Regions from separate parts of the Sus scrofa genome. Here region 1 is linked to region 2. Evidence: chromatin contacts called from public promoter capture Hi-C data. All regions are on one chromosome and are shown on one strand. The core of a region is the stretch at or near the end of the contact, and the rest is flanking DNA. Distances in the headings are between cores, read along the strand shown.

Region 1 (4,126 bases), core at 934-3,433, 420 kb after region 2:
CTCCCCTTTCCTTGATTATAAAGAGGGAAGACAGATGGCTTCTTGTTTAAGACTGTAATTTTACTTTCAGCCTCCTCCCTCAGTTAAAAACAAGATGTACTTTGAGGCTTTGAGGGAAAAATCTCAAGGGAAGGTTTTTTTATTTCTGGTGTATTGAATAATTCAACAAACATTTGAAAGAGCTGAGACAGATACAAAGGAGAAAATGCTTTTCCTTGTTCTCAGGGAGTTTACAATCTAATGGTGGAGTTTACAATCAGAATTGGGACCAGAGCCATTAATGGCCTAATGGTTATTGGTAACATACTTAGGATTCACCAGCCCAGTGGTATGGTGAACCCTCTGATCAAATTGTAAAGGAACACAGGGAGAATACAGGGGAAGAATTAATGATCTCAAGCAGTACTTAATGAATCCTTACTATTCTACTAGTTACTTTCATTTATTATTTAATCTTTATTTTATTTTATTTATTTATTTTTTGGCTGTGCCCTCCATGTGCAGAAGTTCTTGGGCCAGGCATCCAACCAACGCCACAGCAGTGACCCAAGTCATAGCAGTGACAATGTGGGTTCCTTAACCCACTAAGCCACCAGAGAACTTCATATATTGTTTAATCTTGACACCCACTCTTCCTGGTTAACCTTATTATCTGTTTTTCACAGAAGCGGAGAAAGAGGCTAAGAGAAGTGACATATTCTGGTCACAGACCCAAGAAATTGAAACACACAACTGGAAATTCTTTGGCTTTTTCTTTGGCTGTCCCCAGGTTCCCATTGTGACTTTGCTTTCCCTTTCAAGGCACATAAAGTCAATTTACTTCTGTGCTATTTCCCCCCACCCCAGACTTTGAGTAGTCTTTTTTGTTCTTTTCTTCTTTTTTTTAGGGCAGCTGGAGAGGCATATGGAAGTTCCCAGGCTAGACTGTGAATAGGAGTTTTAGCTGCCAGTCTATTTCAGAGCCACAGCAAGTAGGATCCGAGCACAGCGACGCTCCTTAACCCGCTGATTGAGGCCAGGCATCGATTGAGGCCAGGCATCGAACTTGCAACCTCATTGATACTAGTCGTATTTGTTTCTGCTATGCCACAAAGGGAACTCCCTGAGTAGTCTTTAAAACTTCATGCCTTTCATTTGCAAACTTTTTTTTTTCTTTTCTGATTGTCTTTAAGGAAACATGTAAAGGACTTGTAATAGTGCCTTGTAAGTGGTTCTCTTAATATTAAGCATGATTTTTGGTTTTATTCCTGCTACATTTTAGCTGTTTTCATCTCATACCATTTCTCAGCGACTTAGGGTTGTAAATTTCTTGAAGGTGGTGACCACGCCTACTCTGTCGATAATGCATTGCGTATGTATGTAGCAATGGGGACAGCAGAAGCGTTGGCTCTTTTGTTCACCTTTTTATTCTTAGTGCCTATAAACTACTGTAATTTAGTATACCCTCAGCATATATATGTCTTAATACAATGAATTAATACTCGTTTATTGTATTTGTGGTCTATTCTGCACAAAAAGTATCTATCCTTCAGATCCGATATGTCTCTGAATTGAAAGACCTGGAGAACTTTCTGCCCTTTCCCTATTTTCAGCTGTTTATAAGAAGTTCGACCTTGAGTGAGTTCCCTTAGGCTCTCGGTGCCCTTCAAGGCTCAGTTTCCACATCAGCAAAATGGGGCGAGTAGCAACAGATGATCCTCGTCTTCTATCATCTACTCCTTCTCCAGGGATTTATCGTGTACCTTTTCCTCTGGATTAACATCAGCCACCCCTCGGGTTGCGCGCCTCGCCCATGCCTCCGGAAGCAACCCGGCCCCATTTCAGCAGCGAGCCTGCTCAACTCTCGGGCGCCCCAGCCTCAGGCGCCCTCTTGCCCTGAGGTAGCGCTCTGCCTCGGTGCCACAGTTAAATGGGCTCGGCACCGCGCAGGCTCCGACGCGCGCTGAAGGGCCCGGCCTCGTTTTGGCCGCAGCCGCCCGGCCGCCCGCGCGGCGCTGCACTGGGGGCGGGGAGTCTGATGGGAGACGCGAGCGGCGCTGAGGAGGCGGCTGCCCGGGAGAGGGAGCGGGAGAGGGACTGGGCGCGGGAGGCGGGAGGCGGGGGACAGGGGGAGGCGCCGTCGCCGCCGCCGCCCGCCCCTTTCCGCTGGGGAGCAGCTGCAGCAGCAGGAGCGGAGCAGGAGCCACGCAGCCACCACCGCCGCCGCCGGGGGATGTGGCCGGCGCCTGCCCCGAGTCGCGCCGCCTCCTGAGTACCTGCCGCCGCCCGAGCAGCCGCCGCCACCGCCGAGCAGTGCGGGGCCAGGCCGCGCCCTCCCCGGGCGCCCGCCGGCTCGCATGCCGAGGGGCTCCGGGGCGTAGCTGCGCGCCCGGCGCCGCCTCCGGGCTCCTCCGGCCCCGCCATGGGCTGCTGCAGCTCCGCCTCCTCAGCCGCGCAGGTGAGGGGCTCCCGCCTCCCGGCCGCCCGCCCGGATGCCTCTCCCGCACCGCGTTGCGCCGCGGGCGCCCGCTGCCTCCCACTACCCGCAAGCCTCCCTTCGGCCCACGGTGCACTCCAGAGACCCCCACCTCCGCCTCCCTCTCCTGCCTCCCTCTGTCCCGCAGATGCCCCCGCGCTGGCTCCCGAGGCTGCTGACTCGCAGGCGCCTCTGCGCGGCCCCCAGGGCGCCTCTAGCTCTGCCCGGCCCCTTTCCGACTTGGCAGCCTCCTCCCAGTCACACCTGAGCGGCCCCGTCCCGCCAGCCTGCAGGTACTGGCAACAAGGGCGCCTGCTCTCTGCCCCAGGTGGCACCCCTTCCTTCGTCTTGTGGGCCTGGCTCCTCTCTTCCCACCTCCTTGGAGACTTCCCTCGCCCCATCCACTGACTATTTTCTGTGCTTCCTGGAGGAGTACCCCCAGTATGGGCTGTTTACCCCTTTCCCACCTTATTACAGTTTCTGCTCTATTCGATATTGTGTCCCCTTTCTCTTGCCAGCGCCCCCCGTCCGGGTTCAAGTGTTTAAGCGAGTCCCGGAGCCCTTCTTCGATCCGCTTTCCCAATTCTAGTCGCTTGCCTCCTACCCCATCCCCCCTTTGTGCCTTGACCCCGGGCACCGCGGCCTCTTCGTAAACCGAGGCCCCTGCGGGAGCGCTGGGACTGGGTAGGGAAGGAGATTGGGCACCTGGTGGGTGACGGGAGCGTTACGGAAACTCCCTCTTTGTTGCCAGTGTAACAGGAGAAAGAGGTGCCGAATTTAGTTTTTCTGTGGGCACTGGCTGAATGTTGTCGCTGAGGGCTGAGATGCAGAGATTTCTCCCAGCTTCCACCCTGCCCCCATCCAAATTTCGCTAACCTCCCTCTCGCCAATCCGAGCCCTTAACCTGGACAGAAATGTTTAGACAACTGTATAAGGATCAAATGTAATAGGACTTGACTGATGGCCACTAATAACTGAGAGGACCTGTTTGTAAATTACCTAATTTAGTGGATTAGTGAGTGTATTTACAAATACGATAAAAAGCAATCAGGAATACTGCATCAAACTGTCTGGTGGTGGTGTATGAAAAATAGGCTCTGACAACGCCTGGGATGTAATCTCACAGTTTCATTAGCGTAGAATTTAACTGTGGTCTTTGATTTGTTTGTTTTGGGGGGAGACAAGGGCTCTTGTTTTTAGAAATAAAGGAGGGTCGGTTCTTGGTGAAGAAAAATGCTAGTTTGGGAAAATAATTCCTTCAGAGATCTGGCATCTGTGATAATGCCAGAAGTGTTTTGCTGCTGCTAAATGACTATATATAACTCAGTTTTAAATAACCTGCATACTTGTTTCGAAAATCTGAGATCTGTTAGAGAGAGAATGACTAGAATTGCAGAGGACATTTATGCTTTATTAAGTATCCATCCTATTTGTCCATTTCTTTTTTGGGTGTTTGCTTACTCGTGTGCTTTTTTTTTTTCTTTCCCTACTAGGATCACAGTCAGACGGATTGCTTTAGTTAAACCTTCCTGTTCAGTTAGAATAACAAAGAAAAACTATATATACTAGTGTTACCAAGGGTCGATAGACCACGGTTTTCATGTTAACAGATAAAGGTGTGAAATCACACAATACCTTTCAATTGGTTAGGCGTTTGGGGGAAGTAGGAGG
Region 2 (4,256 bases), core at 1,420-3,919:
AGAAGGGATTTAAAAGAAAAGAGCTCTTGGAAATACTGTGGAAGTAGAAGTTTAAAATTAAACAGATGAGTTAAAAGACAAAACTGTGCTACTTTACCCCCCAGAAAATCTAGGCAAAAAATGTATTGTAAAACAGTAGAAAGAGAAAATTAGAAGATAAAGTGGAGGCAGAATATCTGAATAATAGATGTTCCAGAGATTGCTAAGAGAAGAAAAAAAATCAAAGAAACACAATTTTTTTTTCATAATTGCAGAGTGTCCAGATTAAGAGGGTATACTAAGTGAGGAACAATAGTTGGAAAAAATACATACTTGAGACACCCAATTGTGAAATTTCAGAACACTAGGAACAAAGAGAAAACCATAAAGATTTCCAAAGAAAGAGAAACAAGTCACAGACAAAGAAGCAGGAAGCAGAACGCCATGAATTTCTTACTAGAAGCTATAATACAATGGAGAATTGGCTTTGAAAATAAAATAGAAAGAAAAACTCTTTTCAATGTAAAATTTTATACCCAACCAACATAGGAATCAAGAGTTTTAGTAGAACAAAACATTTTTAGACATGCAAATCTCAGAAGTTTAATTCCCATGTACCCTCTCCTGAAATTAGGTGTTTAAAAAAAGCTACCAAATCCTGGCAGCAGGAATTCTAACACAAGGCAAAGGAGATCCCAGAATTACTACCATGCTATCATAGAAAATATTTAGTCCACACTGGAACAAGGGAACAAAGGACTCCCAAAAGATAACTCTAGAGGATGAAACTGATAAACTCATTAATGGGTTTAACCATACCAAAAGAAAATTTATTCTTTTAGCAAAGAATTTGGTAATTAATGACTGATAATGAAAATAGAAACACATGAAAAAGAGAAATTAAAAGAAACAGTCACTTTCCTATTGATTAAGAACACAGGTTTAAGCCATAGGGCAGTAGCTTAAACTAGAAAATGACTTCTCATGTAAAAAAGAAATCCTGAGACAGTCAGTCCAGGACTCCTAGTGTAGTGTTCTGTGACGTCAGAACCTAGGCTACGTCTTTCTTGTTCTGTCATCTTCAGCATGTGGTTTCCAAGAACTCAAGCCATTACACCCATATTCCAGCAAGGAGAAATAAGAGAGGGCAACAACCACCTCTCCTACACAACATCACTTATAGGAGGTCATAAATGCACTAACCCATATCACTGGCTAGGACTTAGACACAAGGCTGCACCAAGCTGCAGGGGGTCTATCGCTAATTTTTAAAAAGGTAGAGTGGGAGAAGAATGGCTATTGGGAAATGGCTAGCAGTCTCTGCTACCTCCCTCCAGCACTTTCTATTCTCTATACCCTACTTTGTTTTTCCTCATTATATTTATTAATTTCTGATATATATTTTCTCCATTTGTTTATCTGTTCCCCCTAATCTGGAAGTGGCAAGAGAACATAAACTTTGACTTCTGTTCACCTCTGTATCCAAGTGTTTGGAAAACTATCTGAAGCATAAATGAACATAATTCATATGGGTTGAATAAGGGAATAGTTAATTCTAGAAATTAAATTAAATAAATTAAAACAAAGATCCGGTCCAAGTCCAGATGCTATGGACGTCCATGACCAAAAAAAACCTGACTCACCTTCTCAGGAATTACTAACTCTAAAAAGCCTCCCTTCCCCTGGATAGATGATTCTAAAGTCTTCACACCAGGCACAACCAAGACAACCACAATGGAAAGCCCTGTAATCATTCCCGTCTTAGTAACATAAGGAATATTACTTTAATGTGTGCATGAACGGGACTATTCTGCAATTGGGTTTAGTTACATTATGCTTGTAGCTTTGTGTGTAAAAAGGAATGTAGTTAGTAATAAAGGCGTAAACATCAATATAATTAAATTAACAATGTTATATTAATATTATTAATGTAAACATTATCAGATTGAGAAAGGAAGTGTATTTGAGGGGAATGATATGTATCAGACTTAAATCCTCATCTTCCAAACAATCGACAAGATTTATAACTGAAAATATCAAGAAATACCAGAAAACGCATACAAATTTTAAAAAGAAAAACAAGCACTACAAGAAACAGCTGAAAATGTTGAAAGTATTTACTCCAGGGCCCAATATCAGGAATAAGGAAGACAAGATCAGAGGTCTGCTGTTTTGCTTTCAAGGCTATTCATAAACTATTTGACTCTGTGTATTAAATTTTGAATTTTCGAAGCCAGTTGGGGTGGTCCCCATTCCTCTGAGCCCCTGAGAAATATAATCTATATCATTTTTAGAAGCCTAACAAGGTCATAGCTAGCGGTGAAGCTAGGGAAAGAGAATGCACTTAATGCCCAAAAGTGAAGACTGACTGGTCTTTAGCCAAAGGAGAAGCACCCCCGAGCAAACAAACAAAAACACCAGCAAAACACGTCCACAATTTCAAAGCAAAGCATGACACAGGCACCCACCCTGCCTCCCCAGTAGGCGTACACAGAACTTTTATCAATGGTAGGTAATACCACATGGAGATGAGGTGATGGGCCCAGACTGATGGTACAGGGACGACTCAGCATGCAGCTGATTCTAAAGTCACTTCTGACGCTGGGGCTAAAAATCGGTGGAGAAACAAAAACCACCTTAAGGCTGGAGGCGACACCAAACCGTCTGAGGCCCAGCCTTCTGCCGACTCCTGGCAGAAGGACGAGCCCGGCCACGCCCCTCGGCCGGAGGCGGAGCTGAGCCGCCGAGCCCCGCCCCCCCAGCCTGATCCGCCCGTCGCCGAGTCGCTGCGCCTGCCAGTCCGGAAGCCACAGGAGGAGGAATTTAAGGACGAATACTGGCCATTGTCCTTCTCAGACCTCCAAGCTGCGCCATGCTTGCTCTCCGAAGCGGCCTGGCTAGGGCCTTGTCCCCGCGGACGCTGGCGCCTCAGGTACCTGCCGCCGGGACGCGCCCAAAACGTCCCCAGGGGGAAGGGGAGGGGAAGGGAAGGGCGTCTCGGTGGGTTTGCACCTTCCGGCTGGACCGCTCAGACGTGGGAGCCTTGTGGTGCTGCCCACATTCTGTAGCAAGACCCAGAACCTGGAAGCGGGGACCATGGAGCCAGCAGCAGGAGGACGGGAGCCGTTGGGAGAAGACCCGCTGCTATTGTTGCCTCCGGTGGCTGGAAGGCCGTGGTGACAGTGGGTGTTTTTAGCCTAGGCGTCCTAGGACACCTGGAGCCCAGCTGCTGCGTGTTTGCGGCTTTGGCCTTTACACCCATCGCACTGGGGCCTCGACAGACTCTGGAACTCTCCATTGGTTTGTGTTTTGACCATCCATCCCACTCTAGTCCCCTATTAGAGGTTCTTTGCAAAATGCTCAGAAGTTTTGTAAATCCTTTAAAAGAGGGAGGCCAGTTCTGTTGCCAGAGACTGGCTGAACTTTTTTTCTCCTTCACCCTTTAGGATGGTCGGGCATCCTGCGAAAGGTGCCCACGTCAGACAGGGTCAGGAAGCTGCTAGCAAATGTGATGCAGCCTTTTTTAAAGTTAGATGAGAAATGTACAAAATAGATTTTTGTGATTCAGCTTTTTTTTCATCATTGGCTTGCCTTTAACTAGACTTAATCCTTAGGCTTTTACAAGTGGAATCAATCAGAAGGCAAGGGTGTAGAGGAATGATTTTCTAATACTTTTCTGGTAAACTCAATTTCTTCTTTGAAGTAGAGTAGGCTTTTATGTTCACAAGGTTATTTATGAGTTACGAAACAATTTTTCCTGTATGCCCCCATTCAATCTCAGCTGCCACAATCAGACAAACAGCAGCAGGACACTTTTTTCTTGCATCTGTAGTGGAGTAATTCTTGAACTGTCTGGGCCTATTCTAGTAATCTAACCTAGAGCTTTGTTTAGGTCTAGGTCTGTACTTCTTAAGGGAAAGGATGAGAAGGGGGTTTACATAGACACTGACTTTCTGTGAAGACTAAAGAACAGCGATAAAGGCCCCTTTGTTGCCAAAGCCCAGCCTCTGTTCATCTAAGCCAAATTGAATCTCTTGGAGTCAGAGTTTTGGGCGAAAGAGAAGAGAATAGCTTCATTGCTTGGCCAGGCAGAGGGGTACAGGCATTTCAGGAGGATGTGGTAAGGAGTTATATATAGCAGTGGTTCAAGGACAGGATTGCTGGTAAGGATCAGGGTTGATGTAAGGCCTGTATTCCTTTAATCTGGCCTCAGATGTTCTCCTGATTGAGCTTTTGTAGTTCTCAAGGTTATCAAATTGTGACATTCTCTCCCAAAT

The links. Promoter capture Hi-C pulls out the DNA fragments that hold promoters and counts their contacts.
Region 1: a promoter capture Hi-C map of fetal liver shows a contact between it and region 2, with 2.8 times the contacts expected there. The contact joins the promoter of SLC44A1 here to the promoter of LOC106509227 in region 2. A contact is called at or near these places in 2 of 5 promoter capture datasets (fetal liver and liver) and 2 of 47 Hi-C or Micro-C datasets (fetal skeletal muscle and heart right ventricle).

What each region holds. Positions count from the first base shown.
Region 1 is chr1:246,546,358-246,550,483 of Sscrofa11.1, forward strand. It overlaps SLC44A1 (choline transporter-like protein 1), which reads left to right and starts at 2,184. Exons shown (of 16, transcript XM_021067056.1): 1 at 2,184-2,437. The coding sequence starts at 2,402.
Region 2 is chr1:246,126,712-246,130,967 of Sscrofa11.1, forward strand. LOC106509227 (ATP-binding cassette sub-family A member 1-like) reads right to left here and starts at 2,670. Exons shown (of 4, transcript XM_021067030.1): 1 at 2,499-2,670. It overlaps LOC100739365 (protein NipSnap homolog 3A-like), which reads left to right and starts at 2,711. Exons shown (of 6, transcript XM_003480558.4): 1 at 2,711-2,911. The coding sequence starts at 2,852.